Regions from separate parts of the Mus musculus genome. Here all the other regions are linked to region 1. Evidence: chromatin contacts called from public HiChIP or PLAC-seq and promoter capture Hi-C data. All regions are on one chromosome and are shown on one strand. Each heading gives the region's core, a stretch centred on a gene start, on an enhancer-like site or on the middle of the called end of the contact. The rest is flanking DNA. Distances are from core to core; before and after follow the strand shown. Region 1 holds the start of Slc6a20a (solute carrier family 6 (neurotransmitter transporter), member 20A). Region 2 overlaps Gm39469 (zinc finger protein 431-like). Region 3 holds the start of Zdhhc3 (zinc finger, DHHC domain containing 3).

Region 1 (3,890 bases), core at 704-3,203:
GTGAGCTAACAATGTAAGTGCTAGAAACTGAACTCTGATCCTCCAGTCTACTTGGATTGTTTGAAATATGGTCTCCTATAGTAGGCTGGTCTTGAACTTGCTATGTAGCTGGAGATGACCTTGAACTCTTTTTTGTTTGTTTGTTTTTGTTTTTCAAGGCAGGGTTTCTCTGTGTAGCCCTGGCTGTCCTGGAACTCACAGTGTAGCCCAGCCTGGCCTCGAACTCAGAAATCTGCCTCCCAAGTGCTGGGATTACAGATATACACCACCATACACACCCAGTTACTAGAAAACTAGGAACTGAGCACAGGGTCTCATGCATGTCAGGCAAGCACTCTACCCACTGAGCTGAATACCTCTCCTGCCCAAACTCTTCTTTCTTGAAGATAAGAATTCTCTTCATTAGAAGATACTTAGGATATGAAACTTGGTATATAAAGCAGACATAGGGCCCATAGCCAGAGCAGGGATACAAATGCAAATCAGTAGAAAAAGAAACCCAGGAAAAACTGACCAAAGGATTAGGCAGAAATTTCAGATGGTAGCCAACTTGTCAGTTGCCTGGGAAGTCAAAGGGTAAATTGAACCATCAGCACAAAGTCACAAATCTAGACAGAACTTTAAAAACAGAATGGCAGTGCCAGCAAGATGGTAAGACCACTTGCTCTGACCTCTGACCTCCACTCATGCCATGGCACCTGGTCCCAATAAATGCTTGTTTTTGTTTTGCTTTGTTAAAACAAAAAACAGTCTGTGGAATGACAGTAAAGATGCAGAGCAGCTGGGATTAATGAGAATGTGAACTGATATTTTTTGATGCCGCACATAGTCCCAAAGTTCCTAATAGTCCATCTACCTGCCATATTAGAATGTTCACTTTGGTTCTATTCATAGTAGCCACAAACTGGACAACACAAATGTCCACCAACAAGACTGGAACTAGACATAGGAGGATGCAGGAAATATATATATTTAGTATATATATATATACTAAAGCTTAAGAATCTAGAGTTTCTTCCACTGTGTTGTGACTTTGCTTTCTTTACTGTTTTAAGGTTAAAAGTCCTAGGATAGGTTGGGGCAGATTTTTTTTCTATTACAGATGAAACAAGGTCAAAGATGTTAAATGGCTTGCCAAGTCACAGAATTTAGTCTGTGGTGGAATATAGACGCAAACAACAGATCCTGCATCACTGTACCAAACTTTACTGAGTTAGGTTCATTTATATCTTCTTGTTGGACTGGCAAAAACATGAGAATTCTTGGGTTTCCACCTGGCCCAGGGAAGAGAATCTCTGACTCCCATTGGCCTCAAGGCAGCTGTTCAAAACCTGATTCTGCCCACACTACAGGTGCAGGCAAGGGCCGGTAGTTGGAGACCCTTAAGTCTCCCATGTGTGCTAGGATCAAACTCAGGGTCTCAGAAGTGCTAGGAGAGTGATCTGCCTCTGAATCTCCACACCCACCCTCTCTGTGCAAAAGTCATCTCTCCTCTGGGAAGTCCTGGATCCCTGTCTGTCTCTAGGACTTGTCTCTCTCTCTGCTTTACCTAAATTGCCCCTGCATCACCGACTTAGGTGAACTGGGTGGTATTAATTAAAGGAAATTACCCCAGTGGGTCAAAAGAAGTTAAGAACGAGTCACTCCGTGGTATTTAAATGTTCCCGCCACCTGAATGTGAGCCCTGGAGGGGTGGGGTTGCTGTGTCTTCCCGCAGCACAGCAGTGCCAGGCATATAGTATTGTCATCGATTAATCAGTAAGAAGTTGAGGAAACATGATCCTTTCCCCGAGCTCTGAAGTCCACACGCAGGGCCAAGGAGGGGCGCCTTCCCCGCCCGCCGAGGCTAGGGTGGGGCTCACCGTTCCCCACTCACCGGCCTCGCCCCGCGCGCGCGTTAATGAGATTAGCAATTAAAAGGCGGGCGAGCGGCGGCGGCCAGAGACCAGGCCCTGACGGGGAGCAGCGAGCTCGGGACATGGAGAAGGCACGGCCTCAGTGGGGCCATCCGCTGCAGTTCGTGTTCGCCTGCATCTCCTACGCCGTGGGTTTGGGCAACGTGTGGCGCTTCCCTTACCTGTGCCAGATGTACGGCGGAGGTGAGTGCGCACAGGCGGGACCGCCGGGTGCCTGGACGCCGAGCGGCGGTGGCATTCCGGCCCGCGAGCCTCCGCTCGGGGTGGCGTTCTGTCCCGAACACCCCAGCTCGGCCAAGTGTTCGGTCCCACGCGCTTCAAGTTCAAGGGCGGGTGGCCCCTGTAACCGAGAACGCCGCGGCGCGGGGACTGTCGCCCTAAGAAATTGACCCTCGCGGTCCCGAGTCCGAACTGTGGCTCCAGCAGGTGCAGGGCGGCGCCGGCGGGGAACCTGCTGTCCCGGGAGGAAAGGTGCGGTGCCGTCTACAGAGGTGTGAAAGAGGACACTAAATTGTTTATCAGGAACTTGTCGTGCAACTTGCAGTTCCGAAATTTAAGTTCCCGACCGCAAGTTGAAACACCAGTCAAACGGATCGTGAGCGATTTCTTTTACTTTTTCTTAATAAAAAGGATCGGTTTGTAGATGTGAAGACTTAGTTTGGGCTTGGAATCACAGGAGGGAAAAACAAATAATTCCGTGCCCGGAGAATTAGTTTCTTGGTTCTGCTGTTTTGTTTTTATAAATGTTTCCTCTGACCTAGGGGAGAAACTGGGGGTTAAGGGTGGGACAGACACCTCACCCTGCACCCGCTAAAGCAGGGAAAAGAGCTGAGAACTCTGGGACTGGGACTTTCCGAAGTCCAAGTACCGTTCTGGGGTCAGTATGGCATGAAGGAAGTAAGTCTCAGCATAAAAACCTCCCTCTTCAATTCCATTTTCTAAAACCTCATCTAAAGGAAAACGCAGCATATGAACAGAGACAGAAAATAGCATGGCTACCGCCTTTAATAAGATCAAAATGTGAGAAACTTGCTAAGCCATTCAGAAAAAAAAAAAATATTGGTTCAGTAAGTTGTGGAACATCCTTGGCAGCCATAAAGGTAAAGTTTTAATAGAATTTTATCTTAATAGTGTTATCATGTGATAAGTGGAGGCAGGTGAAGTCATATTCAAAACTGTAAAACATTTTTAAGCACTTGTGCTTAAAACCATTCAGAGAAAAGGAAAATGAAAAAAAAATTTCAAGTGTTATCAATAGTTTTCTGGGTGGCTCTTATTTACCTAACAGCATGTTTGTGTATACATGGGAGGAGAGATCTAATAGCATGTGTTTGTGTATGGGTGGAGAGAAAGCTAATCAGCACATTAGTTCTCGATATCAGGACAGTAAAAAATATTAATGTATTACAGAATTTAACTTGTTTAAGAAAATCTAACCCTCCCTCCTCCTGTCACTCCAGCCAGATCAAAATCAATTCAACAAAAGGTTACTCTATAGATTTGAAGAAGGAAACAGTGCATTCTTAATTCTCTGGTTTATTTTAATTTGAGGGCATATGCTATCACATGCTCCTAATGTTTCATAACTGACTTTAAAAAGAATTGTCAGAGGCAGATTTTCACATCTTTGTGTGCTCAGTACATCTGTCTCAATACCTTCTTTATCCTGGGTCCATAGCTCCCAACACCAGGCCGAGTAAACCACACTGTCACATGACTGCTTAATTCCTTGTTTATCATGGCACCATCACCTGAACAGGCTTCAGGTAGTACAAGGGAGGCTAAATGGTTTTGAAGTTGAATATCTACAAGGAGACCTTCAAGATAATTGGAAGAAGAAACCAAAGGAAATCTTGGGCTTGGTACAGTTGTGTAGCTGGACAGACAGGACTTGGAACTGAGGGTAGAATAGCTGAGAGGGGGTACTTGCAAGTTAGACAGCAAATGTGTCCAAAACAAAAGCTAAATTGTCCT
Region 2 (3,890 bases), core at 732-3,231, 600 kb before region 1:
ATTGAATCTGGATGTGACATGGGATTGTGTATTAGCAATAAACTCTGATAGCAGTAGATTGAGATTTTCCACAGATACCAGCCAAAATTAGTTAAAACCATGTTATGTTATATTTGATGTAAAATTGCACATATTTAATATATGTGTTCTGATACATTTTAATATAATAACTATACCCAAGGAACCCCACTGTACCAAGTTCTCAAGAAAATGACAGAATTGCCATGGAACCTAGCAATCTTAATCAGTGTGTTTTCCATGCACTTAAAATTAGTTTTAAGAAGTACCAGAATTCTCATGTTCATTGCAATTGTATTCATGGTGGTCTAACTATGAGAATAACTCAATGTTCATTTGTTGAAGACAAGCTGGGTGCCTCAAGGGGACATTGTGCTAAAGGAAAGAAGACAATAGCAGTGGTTAAAGGATTATGCACTTGTAAAGACTCTCACAGTCTGTGTTGCATTTGGTCATAAAACAGCATGTAATTGCAGCTTAAGCAGTGTCAACCCACTTCTTTCTCCCATCTCATTTTGAACTTTAGTGCACTCTTATAGTCAGTTGGATATGAGAGCTGCAGCCATCTTATCTACATTACAGGTAGCCATAGAAAATAAGGGGCAGAAAGCACAGAATCTAGCTGAAGCAATCTTCTCCAAAGGGTTTGTCTAATGTTCTTTTAGAACATTATGTGGAGAAGAGAAATGAAATATCAAGCTTTTTGTAGCAAGAGTTATGATAGAGATGAGAGGCAAACAGTTATACACTAAAAATGCAGAAAATGTCTTTATTTGGATGTTATGAGAGTTTTCCGCCATTAGTCATACTGCATGAAAAAGTAAAAACTCACTGACCATTTTGTTTGATTTTAAATACTGACGATAAATTCCAGTTGAACAAACATAGTTTGTAATAGTTTTAGATAACAGACTTACCTCTTTGTTTTCTCTGGGTTAAATAACTTATATGGTAACACTTTCATTTTTGCTTTGGAGAATGTGTTTAAACATTTAACATTTTTTATACATCAGTTTACTTGTGCTTAATGTATAATATAATCAATGTAGCAATTTTGTATAACATCACATATTTATTTCTACTATTTGAATAGTTATTAAAACATTAGTTTTTCTTAGAAACAACCAAGAGTATTCCTTTGGAAGGAAATGAGCAAAAATCTCTGTAATTCCACATTCCAAACTAGTGAAAGCTAACATAAGCTTTTGTTTCCTGAATGGTATATATTTCACATTGCTGAGAGCAAAACTTCTGATTTCACAAATATATACTGGACCCAAGGTGAGCTTGTAATGAGCTTGTATTGCAGGTTATTTGATCACATTGTGAACCCCCAGACTGTCTAATATACTTAAAAAAAAAAAAAAAGCTGTTTCTAATTGTGGTGTGGCTCAGCCCTTAGTACACAACTTTGCTACCAAACGATGAAGGTAAAGTTAGTTTTAGAGGTAAGCACTCGTGTTTGAAAGTGACGTCTTATTGACAAAATGATGAGTCAGAGAAAGATCTGACAGAATATGAAAAATCCAACTCTCAAGAAAAGACAGAGGAATAAGAGAAAGCATCACAGAGGGTGAGAGGAGAAGGCAGTTTTACCAAAAGAGTTTTATGGAGACCGGTTAAAGAGAGAACAAGCTAGACAGAGGTGAAGAGAGGACAAGCCAGAGAATGAGGAGCCAGAAAATAAGAATAGACTGCTAGAGTTCTTTTGAGGCTGAGTACAACAATTCAGTCAGAAGTGAAAGAAACTAGTTTGAATCAGCTAGCATGAAGAGATTTTGAGCCAGAACAGCTGAGTTGACCAGCCAGCTAGAGTTCAGAAATAAAAAGAAACGGTGAGTTTATTCAGCAGTTAAGTAAGTCATTCTAGACCTAGATAAGATTGTACCCAGGCTAGAAACTTTCAGGACTAGGTCTAGGTTATCAGAATGAGGAAGTAAGCCTCCAAGATGATGTTTTCACCCTCCTGTGTAATGATCACCGTCTACAAAAACAGAATGAGTACTGTATCTGTCACTGTCATACTGTCCCTGTCTTCACTATTTCCCTTTTCTTTGTTCATTATTGCTTCCCTTCTTCTTTGCATTTTCATTTAAGCAATGTTGAATTAAGGGTTTTTGTTTTGGTTTGGTTTGGCTTGGTTTGGTTTGGTTTGGTTTTTGTTTTTTTGAGACAGGGTTTCTCTATATAGCCCTGGCTGTCCTGGAACTCACTCTGTAGACCAGGCTGTCCTCCTACTCAGAAATCCACCTGCCTCTGCCTCCTGAGTGCTGGGATTAAAGGCGTGCGCCACCATGCCCGGCTTGAATCAAGTTTTTAATTGAAGATAGATTCTTCTCTCATACAATATATCCTGACCACTGTTTCCCCTACCTACACTCTCCTAGCTACCCCCACCATTTCCTATCCTCTTCTCCCTAAGATCCAACCCCCCATCCCCATTTCCTCTTCAGAAAGGAGCAGATATCCAAAAGAGAACAGTCAAACATAACAACACAAGATAGAAAAAGACAAGGTGAAAGTCTTCACATTGAGGTTGAACAAGGCAACGTGATAGGAGGAAAAGTGTCTCATGATCAAGCAAAAGAATCAGGGTTACACCTTCTCCCACTGTTAGGAGTCCCACAAAAACACCAAGCTAACAGCTATAACATATTAGCAGAGCACCTGGCACAGATCCATGCTGGCTCCATGATTGCCATTTATGTCTCTGTAAGGGTCCTAGAAATCCAGGCAGTGTTAGGCATGGGTTCCCTTTCATGTCAAGTGCCTCATGTTAAACCAGACACTACCAGTAAAGTGATATTGAAAAGAAAAAAGAAAAAAAAGATGCAAAATTTAAGGTCATGGATTCTTCCTCTGTGATTTCAGTTCTGCACTGTTCCAGCCATCTATGTTTGACAGACTTAGAGCCTGAGTGAGGAAAGTTACTGTGAGAGTACATTGCAGAAACCTGTGAGGATGAAACCTGAGTTGCATTTTGAGACCACAAGATGTTGAGATACCTAAGCTATGAGACACCTGCCACGGAGAGGTGTATACAGGGAATGGAAAAAAACTATCCAAGAGGTGCATGAGAGGTTGCAGGGATGAGACAATCTAAGCCTTTTAAAACTGAGGCCCGATGTGTCTGAGGCAGGTCTGCAGGATTTGTTGTTTGCCCTACTGTGTTTCTGGCTTTAGTCCAGTCTTTCCTCATTATGTACACATTCCTCTATATTGGAATGGGAAGGGATATTCTGTTCTGTTATATGTTGGAAAGATATAGCTTGATTTCTGATTTTATAAGATGGGACAATCAAGAGATTGTCTTAAGTGTCAGAAGAGACTTTGGACATTCAAAGAGTGTATGGGCTGCTGCAGACTATTAGGATCATTGAAGCTAAACTGAATGCATTTTCATCATGGATGACCATGAGCCTATAGTGGCCAGGGTCAGAATGTAGTTGATTGAATCAGAAAAGCTCCCAGACAGGGTGATATTTTTGAACACTTATCTCTTCTTTTTGGCTTTCTTTGGGGGTCTTATAATGTTAGGGTACAAGAATCATTGAAGGAAGACCTCAGACTCAAGTAGCATGCAAAAACAAAGATCATTTTATTCTGCAGAATTCTAGCATGCAGGGGTCTACTATTCAATAGGATGGAGACAGACATGTAAATTTTGCAAGCTCAATTTAAAGCCAATTAGGGGAATACCAGGGAGGAGTAGTTGACCTTTATCCTGATTGGTTGGCTCAATTTCCAGGGGTATGGGTGGCTTTGGGATTGGTCAGTGTTCTGGGGGAATTTTGGGAACTTTCCAGAACCATTATTCATTAACTATTCTTGGCTCAGTCTTGGCTCAGGCCTGGTGGCAGGTGCAACTCTTG
Region 3 (3,890 bases), core at 430-2,929, 570 kb after region 1:
AGCACTTAATGTGTCACCATGAAGACTAGGGATATGGAATGACAGAGTCACACTTCTGGCAAAAAAAACAAAAAAAAATTAAAAACTCATCAGCACTTAATGTGTCACCATGAAGACTAGGGATATGGAATGACAGAGTCACACTTCTGGCAAAAAAAAAAAAAAATTAAAAACTCATCAGCACTTAATATGTCACCATGAAGACTAGGGATATGGAATGACAGAGTCACACTTCTGGCAAAAAAAAAAAAATTAAAAACTAAAAGGGAAGCCCCACCCCTAGGATTGACTACTTTAACATTCCCATACAACCCACTGTGCATATACCCCACTATTACTAAACCTGATCTTGAACTAAAAAGCTAATGAGTTGTGGGTTTGGATTTTTATTACTCAAGTTTAATATGAAACCTAATGACTGAATTTTGGCATTCCTTACTCTATATGAAGTAGAAAATAACAGTATGTCATATGATTTAGAAAAGAACATGCTTTCACTTGCATTATGTAGTTTAAATGGTAACAGGTCACCTTACTATGATGACTACATCACAAGATCAACTGTAGGGACAAGGCTTGTAGAATACTAGATTATGGTTGCCAGGAAACATTCTTCACTTCTCTTGAACGTTCAAAAGCAGGACTGAGCCCAGATCGCGGTAGTCATTGTAGCTACCCAAAGATCTAAGCGCCCCACAAGTAAAACAGGTAAATCAACAATTACACCATAGACTACCAGTCTGCTTTGAAAAATTCTTCTCAGCGGGTGGTGAAAAGGCATGCCTTCTGCCAAGGCAGGACTGATAGGAGTTACACACCAGCCTTGGATATAAAGCTCTCCTCCTCAAAAAAAAAAAGCAAAAAAACAAAAGGGTTGAGAATGCGGTTCCATGATAGAATGCCTGCCTAGCATGCACAAGGCCAAGAGGTTCAACCTCCAGCACCGCCAGAAAGAAAAACACTCCCTATTTTTCTCTATTTGTAAGACATGTGTGTGTATATGTCAGCGTGATTTCTCTTAAGATTGGGTCTTTATAGCTCAGTCTGGCCTTAAACTCCTGATTCTCTTGTCTCCACTTCCCAGCTGCTGGGATTACAGGTGCCAGCCACCAAGGTCTGGAGCATGCTAAGCACGCACTCTATTACCGATGCATTTCCTTCTTTCCTGTTTTTAGGGGGTGTGTGGCGTGTGGTGTTTGCTGTCAGAATTTTAAAGTCCTTTTCCCCCTCGGATACACGGCCTCTGTGTGCAAAGTCACCAGAGTCCATTCACGTGCCGCTATTCTGATTACAGGATCTCGGGCACTGCACTCTCAGGTCGTGCAGAGGCCACAAGGACATTCCTTCATTAAACTGCAGCCTCGGGAACTGCCCGCCCGCCGCTCCCTGATGAGCTAGGAATCTCCTCCATCCCGAGAGCTGTGGACATCTAGGCATACAGGACGCACACTCGCTGCAGCACTAAGCCTCGGGCGTCCGTCCTGACCACGTGGCCGCCCCGCACCTCCTCCCTGCGCAATATGGCCTGCACTCGCGGCCGCCACCGCTACCTGCACTCCATGAACGATGTAGACCTTCTCGGCCTCGCTTAGCGCCACCGACGCCATGCTGCTCAGCTCACCGCGCGCGCTGGCGTGTCATCAGCTCGCGCCTCTCCCCACCGCGCCTGCGCGTCATCAGCCCGCGCGGTGGCCGCTCCCGCAGCCGCGGCTGCCGCCACCGCCTGGAGCTCCATGGGCTTCTCCTTCGCACCGCCCCGTGTGAGGCCGAGTCCGGCAAGCCGTGGCGCCGGGTGCCCGTGCCATCGCGGACGCTGGCGGCTGGGCCCCGGGGCAGCAGCAGGCGGCGCGGGACTGCTAGCTGCCTCCAGATTGACGGTCAGTGCAGTGGGGAAGCCCCAGAAGGAGGGAGGCGCGGGGCCCCAGCCGGGACTGGATGGGAAGCGCGCAACCCGAGCGCTCGGGCCGGAGTCGAAGTAGCCGAGCGCGCGCACGTGAGACACTTCAGGAAGGCGGAAGTCGTGCTGCCCATGAGGGACCATCTCCTCAACCCCCTCCTAGTTGGTCCCTAGGATGGCTGAAGGAAAGAGACCATGGATCCCTCATTAGGTCACTGGTCGGGAAGGGTCTGCACCAGGAATGGGGCGCCAGCTTCTCAATTTTCTCACCCCTCCTTCCATTCCAGGGATCGATCTCTGTCCTGTCTTCCCTCATCCTTTCCTCCCCTACTGCCCATCATCAGATAATGGCCCAGAGCTTTGCAAGTTACCCTTGCCCCGTGCGGTTGCTGGAGTATTGTCCCAAAGAGAGTAGGGAGAGTGTCTTGCACTTCGGGATGCCTGGATGGAAGGGATCTCCGGGGAAGATGGATAACTTCATGAAAGAAAACCGACCCTGGGAGGATATGGGACCTAGGTTATCCAGAAAGGATGCCTGCAAGGTGAAGCTGGGGTCATAGTGAGGGGCCCTTTAAGGAAGAGAGGGGATATGAACTAAGTTTTAAAGGGTCTCTCTGAGAAAATGAGGGGAGACTTGGTAGAGACTTACCTGGTGTTCTATTTTAAACAAAAGTAACCCTTCAGCTTAATCATCAAGAAATAAAAGGTGCTGGCCACCCTTTGCCTTTAATCCCAGCGTTTGGGAGACAGAGCTAGGCGGATCTCTGAATTCGAGGTCAGCCTGTTCTACACTGTGAGTTCAAGGACAGCCTGAGCCACATAGTGAGATCCTGTCTCAAAGACACTGCCCCCACTCGTCGAAAAAAGGCTTTTTTTCTCTTGTGCTAACTAAGTAAGTAAACAGAACACTAACCAGAGTCCTCCAGGGTAGAAGGGAAGGCTCTTGTGAGCATAGCCACAGAGCATGGTGATTAGAGTTGTCATAGTGGATTACTGACTACGCTGAGATTTCAACAGTAACAGGAAGTGCCTGGCTATATTCCTAGGTACTGAACTGTTAGCTGCTGAGCCCTCAAATGATAGCCTCTTCTTGATAGACTGGATATGAATTTCCTGCGTCCATACATAATACTTACTACAGGTGCTCCTGAGACGGCTTCCTGTAGGGTTGGACTTTGCCCTCTAGGGTAACTGGAAAAGGTGGAGCCAGACGGCTTTCTTCCTTTTTTGGAGGAACAGATGCCACACTTGATATAGCACCTAGACACCATCTCTGGTTGAACAACTAGATTCTGTGTGAGGAACTGGTGAAATAGCAAGGGACTCCTGCTAGTAGGGTATCTCGTGCTAGAGATGACTGGAAAGAGAGACCATTTGAATATATAGTGGGGTGGGGGTGGGGTAGGGTGAAGATTGAAAAGTCAGAAAAGATACTGGAAGAAAGTTTGACTTGAGTTTAACTACTATGAGCCATTTTCCTGGGAAAAAGTCTTTGGGCATATCTTTAAAAGTGTGTTAGTGGCAGAACAGTAGCATGTGCAAAGGCCCTAGGTTCCCTCCCCAGCACCACACGGGCATATCCTACCCCCGACAGCAGACAACAGGTTCTTTCTGAAGAAGGGTCAGTGTTATCTATTTGGTGACTGATTTTATGAGTAATATCTGGTATTAGGTTCAGAAGACTTCAAGAAACATAAACAGTGGAGTTTATATTCTCTGCTGGAACACTGCTGTCATCACTAGTTATTTTTCCTATGTGATGCTAGAGCATTTTCATCATATTCATTGAATGCATTAGATGTCCTTAAACCTCATAACTCATAGTTCTTATTTATTGAAGCTATTCAAAGAACATATTAGAACCAGAAAAATGAAATACCCAAGGATGGCACATTATATTGTGTTATACCAGTTTGCTTTTTCATTTCTCTTGGGGTTTTTGTTTGTTTCATGCTGTTTTGTTGTTGTGTCTTTTATAAAACCCAGGCTCTAT

What was found. Promoter capture Hi-C pulls out the DNA fragments that hold promoters and counts their contacts. HiChIP or PLAC-seq counts read pairs in DNA pulled down with a chosen protein or histone mark.
Region 2: an H3K4me3 HiChIP or PLAC-seq map of bone marrow-derived macrophages shows a contact between it and region 1, with 4 times the contacts expected there. The contact joins the enhancer-like site here to the promoter of Slc6a20a in region 1. A contact is called at or near these places in 11 of 39 promoter capture datasets (the 3T3-L1 cell line, 3T3-L1-derived adipocytes, the C10 cell line and 8 more), 2 of 115 datasets of contacts at active chromatin or transcription factors (the 230-238 cell line and bone marrow-derived macrophages) and 2 of 9 other capture datasets (adipose tissue and liver).
Region 3: a contact with region 1 is called in a promoter capture Hi-C map of erythroid cells, with 3 times the contacts expected there. The contact joins the promoter of Zdhhc3 here to the promoter of Slc6a20a in region 1. A contact is called at or near these places in 4 of 39 promoter capture datasets (erythroid cells, liver and stem cell-derived epiblast-like cells), 2 of 115 datasets of contacts at active chromatin or transcription factors (astrocytes and embryonic forebrain) and 1 of 9 other capture datasets (adipose tissue).

Annotation. Positions count from the first base shown.
Region 1 is chr9:123,676,895-123,680,784 of GRCm38.p6, reverse strand. Slc6a20a (solute carrier family 6 (neurotransmitter transporter), member 20A) reads left to right here and starts at 1,953. Exons shown (of 11, transcript NM_139142.2): 1 at 1,953-2,099. The coding sequence starts at 1,979.
Region 2 is chr9:124,273,287-124,277,176 of GRCm38.p6, reverse strand. The region is part of intron 1 of Gm39469 (zinc finger protein 431-like); the gene reads left to right. Among named protein-coding and RNA genes, the nearest start is that of Gm39469, 8.2 kb to the left of the region's middle. Within about 2 kb of position 1,981, at least 13 of the 459 cell types and tissues checked have an H3K27ac peak or open chromatin away from gene starts, as enhancers often do. A contact at or near this core is called in bone marrow-derived macrophages, where this site is marked.
Region 3 is chr9:123,110,983-123,114,872 of GRCm38.p6, reverse strand. It overlaps Zdhhc3 (zinc finger, DHHC domain containing 3), which reads left to right and starts at 1,679. Exons shown (of 7, transcript NM_001372538.1): 1 at 1,679-1,877. It overlaps Exosc7 (exosome component 7), which reads right to left and starts at 1,642. Exons shown (of 8, transcript NM_001081188.1): 1 at 1,551-1,642. The coding sequence starts at 1,607.